2 separate regions of the Mus musculus genome follow, and region 2 is linked to region 1. A link is a contact called in public ChIA-PET data. All regions are on one chromosome and are shown on one strand. Each heading gives the region's core, a stretch centred on a gene start, on an enhancer-like site or on the middle of the called end of the contact. The rest is flanking DNA. Distances are from core to core; before and after follow the strand shown. Region 1 overlaps Nosip (nitric oxide synthase interacting protein). Region 2 overlaps Lmtk3 (lemur tyrosine kinase 3).

What was found. ChIA-PET counts read pairs in DNA pulled down with a chosen protein or histone mark.
Region 2: an RNA polymerase II ChIA-PET map of effector CD8 T cells shows a contact between it and region 1, with 6 read pairs. The contact joins two enhancer-like sites. A contact is called at or near these places in 3 of 39 promoter capture datasets (liver and pre-B cells) and 2 of 115 datasets of contacts at active chromatin or transcription factors (effector CD8 T cells and pancreatic cancer cells).

Annotation. Positions count from the first base shown.
Region 1 is chr7:45,068,573-45,071,272 of GRCm38.p6, reverse strand. All of the region lies in intron 1 of Nosip (nitric oxide synthase interacting protein), which reads right to left. Among named protein-coding and RNA genes, the nearest start is that of Nosip, 7.5 kb to the right of the region's middle. Within about 2 kb of position 1,367, at least 45 of the 459 cell types and tissues checked have an H3K27ac peak or open chromatin away from gene starts, as enhancers often do. A contact at or near this core is called in effector CD8 T cells and pancreatic cancer cells, where this site is marked.
Region 2 is chr7:45,797,729-45,800,428 of GRCm38.p6, reverse strand. It overlaps Lmtk3 (lemur tyrosine kinase 3), which reads right to left. Exons shown (of 15, transcript NM_001290990.2): 12 at 1,836-2,230. Among named protein-coding and RNA genes, the nearest start is that of Lmtk3, 14 kb to the right of the region's middle. Within about 2 kb of position 1,303, at least 130 of the 459 cell types and tissues checked have an H3K27ac peak or open chromatin away from gene starts, as enhancers often do. A contact at or near this core is called in effector CD8 T cells and pancreatic cancer cells, where this site is marked.

The DNA of each region.
Region 1 (2,700 bases), core at 118-2,617:
TCTGTCTGTCTGTCTGTCTGTCTGTCTGTCTCTCTCTCTCACACACACACACACACAAATGTAATAAACTGCTTATTTAAAAAGAAACAGGGGGTTGGAGAGATGGCTCAGCAATTAAGAGCACTGACTGCTCTTCCAGCAGTCACTGCTCTTCCAGCTACAGTGTACTTACGTATAATAAATAAATAAATCTTAATAAATAAATAAAACCTAGTATCATGTTCTTATTAAAAAAAAAAAAAGAAAAAAAGAAAAAGAAAAGAAAAGAAACAAAGGCAGGCCTGGTACTTAGTGTCCTGGCCTAAGTAACTTAGTGAGACATCACAAACTCGAGCCGAGAGCTGAGGCAGAGCTCTTGCACTAACAGAGCACTTGCCTAGCACACAAGGCCTGGTCAACCACGACACTGCAAGGAAACCAAGCACACAGAAACCAAACCCATAAGGTCTGAGAATGAGGCTTTCTGCAGTGCGCAAGCGGTAGGCAGGGCCCAAAGGGGTGGAATCCTCTCTCCCTCCCTCTATCTGAGTGTGCTGACAGATGAAAAGTTGGAAGCCCTGGGCCAGTTACACTCTGTTGCTCCCTGTGTGTGCGCCAGGAAGAGATGAACTAGGGACCCTAGATGTGGTGGCCCACACCTGCAATCCCAGGACACAGAAGCCTGAGGCAGGAGGTTCTATATTGGGTTCTAGATCAGTAAGAACTGAGAAAGACCCTGTCTCAGAAAACCCAAAGGTGGGCCCGTGAGATGGCTCAGGGTGAAGATGCTTGCTTGCCTTACAAACCCTATAACCTGAGTTCAATCTCCTGTGCCATGGAAGAATTGTCCGCTCTCTACATGTATGCTGCAGGGGTCTGACTGCAAGGACCAATCAGTCAATAGTGCTACACCCAATGGTTTCCGCAACAGGTCTCAAAAAGGCTAGGCTGGCCTCTTAAGCTTATCCTCTCAAGGAGGATAGCCTTGAACGTCTTATCCTCCTGCATCCACCTCTGGAGTCCTAGACAAGACAGGTGGGTAGCACCAAGCCCGGTGTATTTAACTTTGGAGCCAACTGGAGAGATGGCTCAGTGATTAAGAGCACTGACTGCTCTTCCAGAGGTCCTGAGTTCAATCCCCAGCAACCACATGGTGGCTCATAACCATCTGCATTGGGATCTGATGCCCTCTTCTGGTGTGCATGAAGACAGTAACAGTATATTCACATGCATAAAAATAAATAAATCTTTAAAAAAAAAGATTTATTTTGATGTGCGTGGGAGTTTTGCCTGCATGTATGTTTGTGCCCCTCATGTGTGTCTGGTGCCTGCAGAGGCCAGGTCCCCTGGAACTGCAGTTACAGACAGTTTTTCTTCACACCTTCACCACAGGGTTTCCTGTGACTGTCACCAAGCAAGGACCAGCTGAGCTAGCCACCTCCAGCTGAGAAATGTCAGCTCTAGACAGAAAGAGAAGACAATCTAACCAATAGAAGACCACAGCCTCTTATCAAAGCACCCGGTGCATTTCAGGCCAGCTAGGACTACAGCTGTGCCTGCATGGATGTCTATACACAACATGTGTGCCTGGTGCCAAGGAGGCCAGAGGATGGGGGTGAGGGTATTGGATCCCCTGGAATCGCAGTTACAGACATTGAGAGCTGCCATGTGGGTGTTGGGAATTGAACCCCAGTCCTCTGAAAGAGAACCGGAGGAGTCCTCTTCATCCCCACACTTGTTGCTTCTACAGAGGACCTGGACTCAACTTCCAGCACTGACATGGTGGCTCACAACCATCTATAACTCTAATTCCAGGGTATGCAATGCCCTCTCTGACCTCCAGAGACATTAAGTACATGAGCTCTAGAGACCACACACACACACACACACACACACACACACACACCACCTCTGCAAAACACTCATAATCTTTACATAGAGAGGTTTTGGCCAGCCATGGCTACATGGTAAAACAGTCTCAACAAAGAAACAAACAACGGAAGGGAGTGACTCAGGGCCTAAAGGGGCTTGCCATAAAGCTTGACGACCTAAGATCCATACCAGGTACCCACATGGTGGAAGAAGAGAAGGAGATTCTTGAAAGCTGACCTCTACTGGAATTGGAATGGTGACCACCAGGCCTGGCCCTAATTTTGAAATTCTGCATACTTAGGCAACCACAGGGGCTGTGGAACAATGTGTGTCATGGCTCCACAGACAAGTGACCCACAGGTGGAGAAGAGCTGTTCCACTTCCATGTGTGGGTGAGTGTGGTTCCCTACAGGGAGGGGAATGGGGCTATCTCAGGCAAACACTGTCTCCAGGCTCTGACTCCCTTAGCTCTTCTTTTAAGTCAAGATGAAGTTCCCGTTTCACGGGCATGGAAAGGAACTTGCATCTTCAAAACAAGCATTATAGCACAGTGGTACACAGAATTCTAGCAGAGCACAACAAGAAATAAAAATTCAGATCTGGAGGCTGGAAAAATAATGGCTCGGCTCAGCAGTTAAGAGCACTGGCTGCTCTTCCAGAGGACCTGCTGACCAGGGTTCAATTCCCAGTACCCACGTGAGAGCTCACAACTGTCTGTAACTCCAGTTTCAGGGGATCTGGTACCCTCATACAGATATACACACAGGAAACACAAATGCACATAAAAAATAAATCTTTAAAAAAAAAAATCAAGATCTGGTGTCTTGTGTCTGTCACCCCAGCTACCTG
Region 2 (2,700 bases), core at 54-2,553, 730 kb before region 1:
AACAAGAGAAAAAGAATAGGAAACGTATTGTCACACCCAACCACGGCATCTCAATAATTAAATAAAACCCAACGATATTGCTGGGGCTTTCAGTACCCCATTTTGTAATTGCTGATGTATTGTATGGAGAAGTTAATGGAACTTTCATCTGCCTTCAAAAGTTCCTACAAGCTCTAATCTCACCCTGGTCTTTGTTCCTTACCTAACTATAAAGCCCCACCCAGCTCAGGAATTCCTAAATTCAGCGAGCAAGACGCTGTTCTAAACCCCGCAGCACCACCTCCAAGATCTTGGCGGCAGAGATCCAAACCTATGTCTTGGAGCTAACAGCCTGGTCCTGTAGCCTCCCAACCTCTAACTCCAGCCACGCACCAAGGGACAATTATCCCAGTCCCACTCAAACTCTCAAAGTCCCACCTTGAGTCTGGCAAGGTGGGGACCCCCTTAATTCCAGCGCTCAGGAGACAGGGTCAGGTGGGTCTCTTAAGTTTGAGACCAGCCTGGTGTACAAAGTGAGTTCCAGGACAGTTAGGGTTATACAGAGAAACCAAGATGCACATGGGTCTCCGAGTTCTAGGCCACCCTTCTCTACAAAGTTCCAGGACAGCCAGAGCTATACAAAGAAATCCTGTCTCAAACAAACAAACAAAATTGAAAAGTCCCATTTGGGCCAGGCAGTGGTAGCGCACGCCTTTAATCCCAGCATTTGGGAGGCAGAGGCAGGCGGATTTCTGAGTTCGAGGCCAGCCTGGTCTACAAAGTGAGTTCCAGGATAGCCAGGGCTATACAGAGAAACCCTGTCTCAAAAAAAAAAAAAAAAAAAAAGTCCCATCCCATTTTGGAATCCTTTGGTCTCATGACTCTGAACACTGCACCTGACCCTGTTTTCAACTATCTCACAACCTGGCCTCAAACAGTCTCACCCCAGGTTTACATAGCAAGGCTCAGGCAATAAACCTCTTTTTTTTTTTTTAAATATGGGGATTTCAGGTCCAGATGACTTTGGTAAGTTGATTATTTGTCTGTTTGAGACAGAGTTTCGGTATGTAGCTCTAGCTGCCCTGAACTATTCAGATTACATTAATTATAGATTGTCTCGACTCTGCCTCCTGAGAGCAAAGATTACTGATCTAGGCGACCAAGCCAAACTCACTCCATATTAAAGCTCCACGTGATGAGATCCGCCCCACTTAAAGCCCAGCCCCGGGAGGCTGGAGATGCTTAGAGGCTAAGGTGTAGGCCTTTTCCTGCCTACCAGAGTTTGCTGCCCAGCACCCACATCAAACACCTCCCTCCACCCACTGACAGGGCCACGCAAAGCTTTTGAAGCTTATTGGGGACACCCCCACTCAAGAATATACATAGGCACATATTAGAGTCAACTCCACAAGATTGTTGTCGATAAAACCAGGCCCCAAAGCACTAGGTTTCGCCCTCAGCAGACCCAGGCTCTGCAACCATTCTCTTGAGTAGTCTCTAATTTTATTCCTAGCCTGTCTAGGCTTCTTCTACCTGACAGCCTTCTAAACCCACCAACACTCCTCGGGTCTCTCCTTGATTTCCCGGCCCTTTCGTAGCAAAAGCCCCTATCCCATTCCTGGTTCTACTCCTGCTATGCCCGTTCACCCCGTCCAGTGCCCCCCACCCCCACCCCGGCCGCTGCCCCAGGCCCCGCCCACTTGCCGCCACTTCCTTCCAGGCTCCACCCACTGAGCCGGCTACCCAGGGCACTAGAACACGTAAATCCCTCTGGGCCCGCCCCCTTCACCTGGACCACCCGGAGGTCCATCTCCCTGCAGTCCGGGTGCTACGTGCACTAAGTGTAGCCCCCTCACCTGGTCGAAGAGGTAGACGGTCACGTCCCCGTGGAAGGAGACCATCTTGCGCTTCCTCTCCAGCTCGCTGTCCTCTGGCTCGTCGGCCGCGCGTGGAGACTTGAGCAGCCCCCGCAGCGGGCGGACCGTGTCCCCGTCGGCGCTGCTCACCACGACGGGCACTGGGGCTTCCCGCGTCCTCCCGGGATCCCGAGAGCCCGCTGCCTCCTCGTCCTCCTCGTCCTCGTCCTCGTCCTCCCCGTCCTCCTCCGCTGGCCCCGGCGCCCCCGCCCCGCCGGCCTCCCCGCCAGCTGCCCCTGCGTCCGCGCCCTCCCAAGGTGGCCGCCGCGGGCCCGGGCCCGGGAACGGCGTGAGCGTGAGCGGTGGGAGCGCCAGCGAGAGCCGGGAGAGTTTGGCTGCAAGGGGAGAAGACAGGTGAGCTCCAGCCCCGCACACAGCCTGACACAGAGTCAGGCTCTGCCCACAGCTGTATGCTGGGGGGCTCCTGAGGCCTTTCTGTGCGCACAGTGGGAGAGACCCCTCCCCACTGCAATGCATGCTCTCAGCACCCAGAGCAACAAGCTTCTTCCACAGCACCGCGCCCCGCTGTTCTCTCCATTCTGAGCCCGCCGCATTCAGGACTCTCTATTTTTGCCCCCTAACTCAACATTTATATATGCCATTCCCTCTGCCTGGAACCGAGTCCTTCACGTTCTCCAGCTCGGGGGGTGGGGGGAGCCCCAAATCTGAGCCACCTCTAAGAGCCAGTCACACACGCTCTGGCCACACCCCTCCTGCCAAGGGCAGCAGCAGTTCAGCCCTGGTCAGTGTGCCTGGCCTCGGAACACAACCGGCCCTCACGCAGCTTTAGGTCTGTGCTCACAAT